3 separate regions of the Mus musculus genome follow, and regions 1 and 3 are each linked to region 2. Evidence: chromatin contacts called from public HiChIP or PLAC-seq and Micro-C data. All regions are on one chromosome and are shown on one strand. Each heading gives the region's core, a stretch centred on a gene start, on an enhancer-like site or on the middle of the called end of the contact. The rest is flanking DNA. Distances are from core to core; before and after follow the strand shown. Region 1 has its middle 19 kb from the start of Gm31482. Region 2 overlaps Rapgef5 (Rap guanine nucleotide exchange factor (GEF) 5). Region 3 has its middle 49 kb from the start of Gm5441.

Region 1 (3,260 bases), core at 207-2,706, 140 kb after region 2:
TTACATTCAAGCTTTCCCAGTATCTTTGGTACTTGTGGCTCCTCCCAACACTTCTCACCCCACTTCCTACCCTAAACCTCTCCCTCCCAGGGCCTGGGCTTCTGTTTCCCTTGCCCCAGCCTGATACCTACATAACTCAACTATTTTGGCCTGGGCCGGGCCACCTCTTACTGAGGTCCAGGTCCACTCTCTTTCTCTCCCTTTCTGCCTTTCTTCTCGTCGTCTGGTTTGGTCCCTTGGCCGTGTTCAGCCTGGACTCTTCTTCCCTCTGCCTGCTTTCTCCCTTTTATCTACAATAAATATCCCCATACTTTAGGAGTAGTCACATCCTCCTTTTACTCGTGATTTCATTCACCTATCTCATTCTCCGCACTGTGAGTCATGGCTGGGCAGGGCCCAGTGAAAACTGGCAATTAATGTCTTTGCTGATCTGGTTCTACCGTTACCCTACCTGTGTGCCCTTATTGTGCCTACTTTGGCACGGGGAGAAAAGGAGAGGGGGGGGGGTAAAATGAAATATGCAATCTCTTCTATTTTTAGGGAGGTGTCTTTGGGAATCACACCCACCCATCCTGAGGAAGCCCACAGACAAAATGTCCCATCAGCCTGGAGGCTGCCTTAGCAGACCGTGGCAACAGGAGACACAAGGACCCCAGGCAGAACAATAGGGTGGATTGTGCCTCTCACGGGAATTTTACTTCTGACTCTGAATAACAAGTTTTGATCTCAGGCTTGCTGCCAGCTAGCAAGCGAAACCCTTCCAAACGTAGGTTTCCCCCTGGAGACTTAAGAGTTTCACCTAGGAACTTGGTGTGGATGAGCTATGCTATGCACACAGTACGGCCATGTAAAAACGGTCAGGAAACTCACGGTCCTGAGCTATTAGACGAGAGCTGGGACATGACGACAGCTCCCACTAAGCCAGCAATTGTACAGCCTGCCCTGTAAGGTGTGCGTTTCCTGCGGGTTGGATGGGATCACGGTACAAGGGAGCCACAATGACGACTGTACTGGTCGAGCTTGAGACCCATGATCCAAAGCAGAGAGGAGAAAGGGGCCCTTGTTTCTGCTGCACAGGTTCATCTCAGACGCCTGGATGGTGGGGCTAACTAGTTTGAGAATATCTGGTCAGGGCTGAAGGAGTTTCTAAATCTTTCCATATTGTTTTCAAGTGCAGCAGCACAGGTTCTCTTGGGAAAACAGCAGAGTTGAGCCATACAAGGACAAAGACTCTTGTCTGCAAGATCGCATCGAACCCCATTGTGCTTTCAGGTCAGGCCACTGATATCTGAACTCTTCAAGCTGTGTCAACCCCTCTCTCATCTCGTCTCCTGGTGCCGTGTGAGGTGCTTGAAGGAGCCAGCGGCAAAGGAAACTATAAATGCCCTTCCTTGTCCCCTCCAGCTGGCGTCCCTCAGAGTCCGCTGCTCAGGCGCAAAGAGGGAAGCACCTGCATCTTTCTGGGCACCTCCCAGCATGAGGCTGGCTTCCGGCCCTCAGCCTTTGAACGTTGCTTTGTGTGACCTCTCCACCTCTGTGGAAGCTGAAGTGCTCCAGCCTCCCTGCTGCAAGTGCAGGGCACCAGTTTCAGCCTGTAGCTCCCCCCCCCCCCCCAACTCCCGATTCCTAGGGCCAAGGAACCAAAGCAGCAGAGGGTAAAAGAGGGAGGGGTACAGAGGAAGGGGCGTGGCTTTCGGGAAATGGCGTCACTCTCCTGATTTCACTCTGTTGGGGTGGAATGAAACAACCACTCATCATCAGTGAAGCTTCTTTCCCCTTGATGAACTGGAAAAGCTATAACTGGAGGACTTTTCAAAAACCAATCAATGAATAAATAGTTCCATTTCCCCCGCTTGGTTTTTATTTATGAAGTGTGGGCTGAGAGATCCCTTGTGGACATTTTAAACACAGAGGCAGGTCACAACAGCAGCTAATGGTCAGTTGTAAATGGTTCTGCAGTATGGCTGTCACTCAGAATGAGGCATCATTTAAAAAATGAGGCTGTATGTGAGATAAAGAATAATTTAAAGGCCCATTGGATGACAGTATTCACACTTCGTTGAGCAGAACAGCCAGGTAGTTATTTAAAAGACTCTCGCCAGGTTGGGAGTCTTACATCTCTAATCCTAGCACTCTAGAAGCTAAGAAAGGAGGGTCTATGAGAGAGTTCAGGAGCAACCTGGGTTACATAAGTGATTTCTCAGCCAGCCTGAGCTACAGAGTGGGACTGTTAACAAACCAAACTAACACCCCACATAGACCCAGAAGGCTGGTTCCTGGCCCCTGAGATTTGATTCTATTGCTAGAGGCCAGGAACAAAAATTAGCCCTTGAGTCTGTAATTCCAACCTAGATCTAACTGATCCTGACTGTGCTTTGGAAAGAGGCATCAGCGAGGACATAATGTGAGATATTCAGCCAGAAGCAAACGGAGTGGTGGCTCAGCAACTGTTTCCTGCCCCCAGGACAGTAGTTTGGTTCCCAACATAGGCATTGGCTGGCCTCACAACCACAGACAACTGTACTCACAAGCACATACACCCAAACACACACATGCACATTTTTTAAAAAAAGAAATCTATATGTTGAATTTGAGAACGAGAGCTCAACAATCCATTTTCACAATCCCCCAGATGATCAATCATACCTCACACTGAAGGCAGAGAGGCACTTGTCCCAACTCTCTACAGACACTGATGAGCAGACTGCTCTCGATCATTTTGTGGAAAAGCAACCTCGTGTGCAGAATTCTGCTTTTTCTAACAAGCACATCTTGAGACAGAGTTAGAGCTGTTTGGAACATGCAGGCTTTACTTCAGAGAGAGACTAACTCCAGGGTAGTCCTCAAATTCAACCTCCCCAGTTTCTGTGTCTTTGAAACAGGAATGCTGCCCACTCCATTAGGGTGCTCTGAGGAGTGGAAAAGCTGGAAAGCCTTGAGCCAGTGACTGGTGCTCAGCAGAAACTCAATGTATAATTTTCCTTAAACTAATGGGAATCTGGAATGAAAAAAGATTATCTATGTATGTATCTATGTATGTATCTATAAATCTATAATGTATCTATGTATGTATCTATATATCTATGTATATATATATGTATCTATGTATGCATGTATCTATATATCTATGTATCTATGTACATATGTATGCTTGTATCTATCTATATCTGTCTATGTATGTATCTATATATCTATGTATCTATGTATGTATATATGTATGCATGTATCTATCTATCTACCTACCTATGTATGTATATATG
Region 2 (3,151 bases), core at 545-3,044:
AGAAATGTCTGTTGGACTCCTCCTTAGCACAGTCACGACTTGGACAGTGCCTAAGATGTGAGTTATTATTTCATTCCAACTTCGGCCCCGTCATATGTTTAGACCTAATTTAGATCATCTACTCATTTAGCAGTGAATTAGAAGCATCGTGGTGCAGCTGGTAGAACAGGCATGCCTGGGATCAGAATAGCAATGGAGCCATGTAGGAGCCAGAAGGCATCTTCTGCAGTGTGTCTTACCTCCCTGAACTTGGAAAGAGTGTTCCTACCACTCAAACAAGTGGGGATCTGCAGGCAGGCACAGAGCACAGTCCCAGGACAAAGGAGATCTCCTCTAAGAAAGAGCAGCTTACAGGGGTACCTAACAGCACCTACTCACAGGTCACAGATGCCAGCTCTTGCAGGAATGAGATGCACAAGCTCCAGCAATAGCTTCACTCCCTTCTGCCATTCTTCCTCTCTTTCAAATTCGCAGTACAAGTAGCTGCACTCATCCGAAGAAAACTGGTAGAAAACATAATTATCTTGAAAGTATAGATGTTGGTCCACTGTTCGAAGCAAACAAACAAACAAACAAACAAACAAAAAAAAGTTGTGGTTTAGAGTCATAAATCAGATAATAAACCGAAAAGTCCAATAATTAAGGAGAATCCATAGACAAGGCTGTACTCAGACATCTGAGCTTCATTCATGCTTACACGCCCAATCAAAATGAAAGGATGCACTGGCTGGTCAATTTCACTGCTTGAACTTTGATATATTCACATATATGCTATGTTTTCTGCTTCACAGACAGGTGATGACCAAATCAATATCGCTTCAAAGAGAGCGGCAGGCAAAGCCGCATAAACACAGCACGATAGCAAGTTTCAGTTAGCAAGATCAGTGGCTATCAACTGGGGATGATTGTGGTCCTGCTTCAGGGGACCATTGGTGATGTCTAGAGGCATTTTTTGGTAGTCACAATAAAAGGGTGTGCTACCGGCATCGAAAAAGGGAAAAGAAACAGATGCTGGCAAAAATCCTGTATGTACAGGACAGTCCCCCCACAGCAAAGAGTTGTCTAGCTCAAAACGTCCATACTGTCATCGTTGGGAAATCCTGTCTTAAAGGAATCAAACATTAGAGATGCTTCCAAAAGGCATTTACACGAAATGTGTGGCTAACTAGAAACCCAATGCTAGCCAATGAGCCAATAAAAGCTCCCCTCCCCAAAAACAGTTAACTGACTTTCTAAATAAGGTGCAAGGTATTAGTGACTAAGATGACTACAACCATGTCCCCTCTGTATTGTTCTGTAGAGGGAGTTTCCCTAATTATTGCTTGGTTAAATAAAGATGTCAGAAGCTAATCGCTAGGTTTAAAAGAGAAGGCGGGATTTCCAGGCAGGACAGGAAGAGAGCACAGGGAGGACTGGGGGTGGGGGTGGGGGGTGGGGGTGGGGGTGTTGGACGAGGGGGCAGGAGGAGGAGAAGCTGCAGACAAGCAGGTCTCTCCGCACTGATAGTTTGTAGCAACTGCGGAGGCCAAGGTGGATGGGGCAGGATATTCTTCACCTAGCCTTTGAGTTATCTGGTCAGTTTTAAAATATAAAGGTCTCTAGTGTTTTCCTTCCACCCGGCTAAAGGGAGCTAGGGAGCTGGGTGAGGCAGCCATTGCTGCACCAGGCAAGCAGCAAGCGGAAACCTGGAGAGCTAGCTTGGGAGCTGGGTAAGCCACAGAGCCAGCCACAGGGGTGGATGGTCTGTGGAACGTGAGCGGTAGCTCCAGGAATTCTCAGAGGGGGAATGGGCAGGATGGAAGTGGAGCCAGATACGGTGTGATCTCGGAGCTAAGTCGTGCAGGGCTGCAGCCTGCAAGGAGTGCTGGGCAAGGAGACCAGGTAAAGAGAAGCGTGCTTTCTAGAATTGCACACAATATTGTTCTTTCACAATGATACCAGGAATTGACCTCAATATTTATCCTCTATAGAATATCCTGCCCCATCCACCTTGGCCTCCGCAGTTGCTACAAACTATCAGTGGGAAGAAACCTACTTGTTTGCAGCTTCTCCTCCACCTGCCGCCTCGTCCAACCTCTGTACACCCTGTGCTCTCTTCCTGTCCTGCCTGGAAATCCCGCCTTCTCTTTTAAACCCAGGATTAGCTGCTGACATCTTTATTTAGCCAAGCAACAATTTGGAAACAATTAGGCAAATTCCCCCTACAGTATCAACTAGCATCTGAGAAATCGAGATTAAATAAAAAACAAAGATAGTTTGGTTTCTGCTCCTTCAATTCTCCTAGTTCAACTAAGAAGAGAGAGATCGCCATCTATCTGACCTTCTACTTAAACATCACTTTCTGGCCTGTTTGAACAGCTACTTTCACAGCTCACATATCTACATGTTCATGGTTATTTAATTAAAATGGCAAACACATACGGTTCATAAGTCAGTTTCTGATGATTGCATACATCATAATAAGCCATTCATTTGAAGCAACAAAAGATCTCATTGGCAAAAATATGAGCAGAGTAGACAGGGAGAAAGGAAGAGACTTTTACATGTATAAGCCTGCAATCAACAGGTACCTAATCATTTCCACAGAGGGTGTGGGGAAAGTAAACGAATCAAAAAATGATCTGCCATTTTTACTTAGAAAATAATTGTGTAAAAAAATCTGCCTTCAAAAACAATTTCCATCCAGATTATGACATTCTCCGGAAGGTCAAGTACGGTCTGGTCTAGCAGTTTAACAACACAGTGACTGCGTCCTCAAAGTAAGGAACACTCACCGGATGACATAATCCCCATATCCAGTAGGAGCTGCCAGACTCCAATGGCCATAGATCTACACTGGACAAAAGGACAGTGTTCCAGGAGCCAGTCGACCAGCTCTGACCCCACACAGCTTCTCCTGGAACAAAGCAAAGCCACAAGCAATGAGAAATTTCAAAAACGAAACATTGATGTTAGATGCCATTCCTTTCATGAGCGCTCTGTCTCTGAAGTAAGCAAGCCAAGAAAAAAATGGCATTGCCTCTCCTCTACCTTCAGGTTAATGCTAAGATAATGATAAGCATCCAGATATATAGTCCTTTTAAATGAGAACACAGGTGGCAATTAGACCAAACAGTCAATATGAAGTTCTAATTCTATAGGACACCTTTCA
Region 3 (3,223 bases), core at 610-3,109, 200 kb after region 2:
AAAAACCACTTTGAACTAACTGCCTTGTGATTCACAGCATAGTGGGCTAGGTCACACACTGTGGAACTCCCCCAAACACCTTCAAACTACAAGCATGGGATTCCTTTTGTTTGCCTGGAACTGAAGGGTCCATGACTCCCTTCAGGACTCCTGTCATGCCCGTCAGCGGTGGCTGTCTCTAACTCAGCTCCTAGCTATATCCACATACAGAACATTAGGAAGTACCATGATAGCCTAGGCAAAGAACTGAAGACCAGAATGTAGGTATCTCCTGGGAAGCCTTGTAGCCCTGAGTTGTTACCGGTATATAGTGTTGTGTCCATGAGGTCACGACCTTATGAAATTAAGGGCAGACGCTCTGGCCTCCTTCACCAGCAGATGGCTGATAGAGACTAGCTGTTAAGGTTAGGGCAGAAGGTGCTATGCCCAACAAATGTGCTATCTGGCAAGTTTTAAAATAATAAAGCTGTCTAGTGATTTCCATCTGCAGAGCAAAGGTGGGCAGAGAAAGAGAAAAACCAGGGCAGTTGATGGCAGCTTGGCAAAACTAAGCCTGGATAGGCTGAGAGTGCGATCGCAGCTCCCGGCAAAGGCGGAAGCTGGCCATTCTTGGAGCTAAGTCGGTAGCGCGGTCTGTGGTCTGGGCAAAGGCAGAGGCATGTTTTAAAATGACATGCAACACGAATGTGCTAGCAGATGTCCCGGTCTAACCAGATTAAACTAAGGGAGCTGGTGATGGAATGTTTTCCTTTAAGTCCTGATGCTTCTTTTTCTCTTCCTCAGAAAAAGTTAAGAAGCATTTTCAGAGCCCTGGCAAGCATGTAGCCACTCCCCAGCTTGGAGCCAGTTGCCCAGGTTTTATCTCAGCTCAAAACTCAACACCTTTGCTGTCCTGGGTTATGCTAGAGCCTTGCCCTGAGAATGTCCCCTTGTCATAAGGCACACTGTTGATCCTTGTCCACAGAGGATTTTGGAGGGCTAGCCCTAGAAGAAGGGGCTTCTGAATCCCCCACAATGTTCCTTATCTGCCTCTCTTCCCAGAGCTCCCGGCTCTGGTCCAGCCACTTTCCCACATCAGTTGAAAATAACATAAGGACATAGCTCAGTTAATACAAAGGCATCCCATCACTGTATAACTGGGTGAGACCACCACACTTGTAACCTCTGCGCTGGGGAGGTAAAGGTTGGAGGATCAGAAGTTCAAGGCTGTCCTTGGTTATGGAGTCTAGCCTGGTATACACAAGACCTTATTCTGTACTTTTAATTTTTAAATGTTGCTATTGTTGTTTGAAATAAGACCTCTCTATGTAGCCCTGGCTGTCCTGTAACTTGCTATGTAGTCTAGGCTGACCTAGAATTCATGGAGATCCACCTGTGACTGCCTTCCGAGTACTGGGATTAAAGGTGTGCACTACCACACATGTCTGAAATTCTATTTTTTTTTAAAAAATAAAGCCATATATTATGCTAGATGTGGTGGTGTATACCTGTTACTTTCAGGATCTGGGACCTAAAGATCAGGGGTTCATGGCTAGCCTTGGCTAAACAGTAAATTTAACACTAGCCTGGGGCTATGTGAAACTGTGTCTCAAAAACCAACCAACCAACCAACCAACTCCATAGGAGAAATGGTTCAGTGGTTAAGAGCACTTGCTGCTCCTGCAGAGAGTTTAAGTTCAGCACCCAGCAACCTTATGGTGGGTGGTTCATAACCATCTGTAAGTCCAGTCCCAGGGGGATCCATTGTCTTTTGACCTCTGTAAAACACTATAAATAACAACACAACATAGATTTATTTACAGCTTTGTCAAAAATTAGAGAGCTATTTTCAGTTGGCCTCCTCCTTCCTCAAAATAGTGTTGCAATCTGTGAAAGGGTGGAACCAAAGCCAGAAAACACATCTACGTAGATTCAGCTAAGCTAGCAGATAAGTCATAAAATTCACAAATTTTGGGTTCTTGTTCCAGTTTTCTAGTGCCATGGAAAAGGGTCCTAGAGAGGTTTCTCTGTCATTGGTAAGGTATTTCTTGTATGGAATTGGAACTGAAAAGGACAATTAAAAAAAAAAATCCAATTTCTAGAGTGGTTATTACCCCACCATTTTTCTTGAGCATTACTTAATGTGAGGTTTGGCATGTTGTTTCATCTAGTTGACCATCCACTGCTAATTTTGTGTAGATTCTGTAAAGCCATGGAAAGCACATGAGAACGGAGAAAGACATGAAAAACTGTTATCCAATGCAAGGGGAGCTGATATCAAAACCTGTCCTGTGCCGCCATCTAGTGGCAGGATGCTGTGCTGGCAATGACGGTAAGACCCCTCTTTCTGAGTTGGGAAGGTGTATAGGTCACTTGCTTGCCTAGTATGTTGTTAGGCTGTTGGTCACTATGACAGAACATCTTAAAAATGGAGAGGATTTATTTTTGTCGGTGATTTCAGAGGTTTCATCCCCCAACTTCTGGCTCTCACACACATATCTATAAATGTACCTTCTGCCGTGACTTAGCTTTCATGTGTTTACCAACAGTACAGTCAAGAACCTCTTTCAAAAAGGTTTATTAATGTATCTTGTATTAAGCTCTTTAATTCTAGATTTTTTTGAAATGTGGATGAAAGGAACAATATTGTCCTTTATTGACTGTTGTGTTCGGCCAGCAGACCACAACCTGGGTTCTAGCCTGGAAAGGCATTTTGGAAACCTGGAAGAGAAGAGGGGCTAGGTGGCGAGAGAAAAGAATGTAGCCAAGACAGTTACTCTGATCAAGGCTCAAATTTTATTGTTGCGACACTAGTTATGAAGGAAGGGGGAGGGGACCCGATTCCCGCCGAATAATCTCTGGTCCAGTAGAAAGGTGCACGTGTGTGGCTCCTCAGGTTCCAGCAGTGGGCGTGGCAGAACGAATGAGCAGGAAGCTCCACCCCGAGCAAGCAGGTTTCAGGCTGGGGGAGGGGAGACTACATCTCCTCCCTATTATTAACAAAATAATAAAAAAAAAAAGAAAAGGCTGGCCTGAGGGGGAAAAATTATCTATGCTCAAATAGTTCTGCCTGGAATCTAGGGCTAAAGAAAAAACTTGCTTCACTGGGATTCTTTAACCTTTCTTATGGTAAACTGTATCTGGCTTAAGACTGTCCTTTCTAGTAAACAACTAACTGAAAGGCCTGGAGCTGCAGACTCTGACTTTATAATGCTAATTAGTACTTGGTAGGTAACTTTCTAGT

The links. A called contact is a pair of places that touch in the nucleus more often than the background predicts. HiChIP or PLAC-seq counts read pairs in DNA pulled down with a chosen protein or histone mark.
Region 1: a contact with region 2 is called in an H3K27ac HiChIP or PLAC-seq map of embryonic stem cells, with 18 read pairs. The contact joins two enhancer-like sites. A contact is called at or near these places in 1 of 15 datasets of contacts at CTCF or cohesin (large pre-B cells), 17 of 484 Hi-C or Micro-C datasets (B cells, the C10 cell line, bone marrow-derived macrophages and 9 more), 8 of 115 datasets of contacts at active chromatin or transcription factors (cardiomyocytes, embryonic stem cells, extraembryonic endoderm stem cells and 4 more) and 3 of 9 other capture datasets (adipose tissue, liver and pancreatic islet).
Region 3: a Micro-C map of embryonic stem cells shows a contact between it and region 2, with 2.7 times the contacts expected there. The contact joins two enhancer-like sites. A contact is called at or near these places in 2 of 39 promoter capture datasets (embryonic stem cells and liver), 20 of 484 Hi-C or Micro-C datasets (the AtT-20 cell line, LSK cells, Sertoli cells and 9 more), 3 of 115 datasets of contacts at active chromatin or transcription factors (embryonic stem cells and stem cell-derived neural progenitor cells) and 2 of 9 other capture datasets (adipose tissue and pancreatic islet).

What each region holds. Positions count from the first base shown.
Region 1 is chr12:117,445,712-117,448,971 of GRCm38.p6, reverse strand. No RefSeq gene overlaps it. Among named protein-coding and RNA genes, the nearest start is that of Gm31482, 19 kb to the left of the region's middle. Within about 2 kb of position 1,456, at least 123 of the 459 cell types and tissues checked have an H3K27ac peak or open chromatin away from gene starts, as enhancers often do. A contact at or near this core is called in embryonic stem cells, where this site is marked.
Region 2 is chr12:117,581,439-117,584,589 of GRCm38.p6, reverse strand. It overlaps Rapgef5 (Rap guanine nucleotide exchange factor (GEF) 5), which reads right to left. Exons shown (of 26, transcript NM_001373989.1): 4 at 2,775-2,896; 5 at 379-547. Among named protein-coding and RNA genes, the nearest start is that of Rapgef5, 49 kb to the right of the region's middle. Within about 2 kb of position 1,794, at least 6 of the 459 cell types and tissues checked have an H3K27ac peak or open chromatin away from gene starts, as enhancers often do. A contact at or near this core is called in embryonic stem cells, where this site is marked.
Region 3 is chr12:117,384,552-117,387,774 of GRCm38.p6, reverse strand. No RefSeq gene overlaps it. Among named protein-coding and RNA genes, the nearest start is that of Gm5441, 49 kb to the right of the region's middle. Within about 2 kb of position 1,859, at least 16 of the 459 cell types and tissues checked have an H3K27ac peak or open chromatin away from gene starts, as enhancers often do. A contact at or near this core is called in embryonic stem cells, where this site is marked.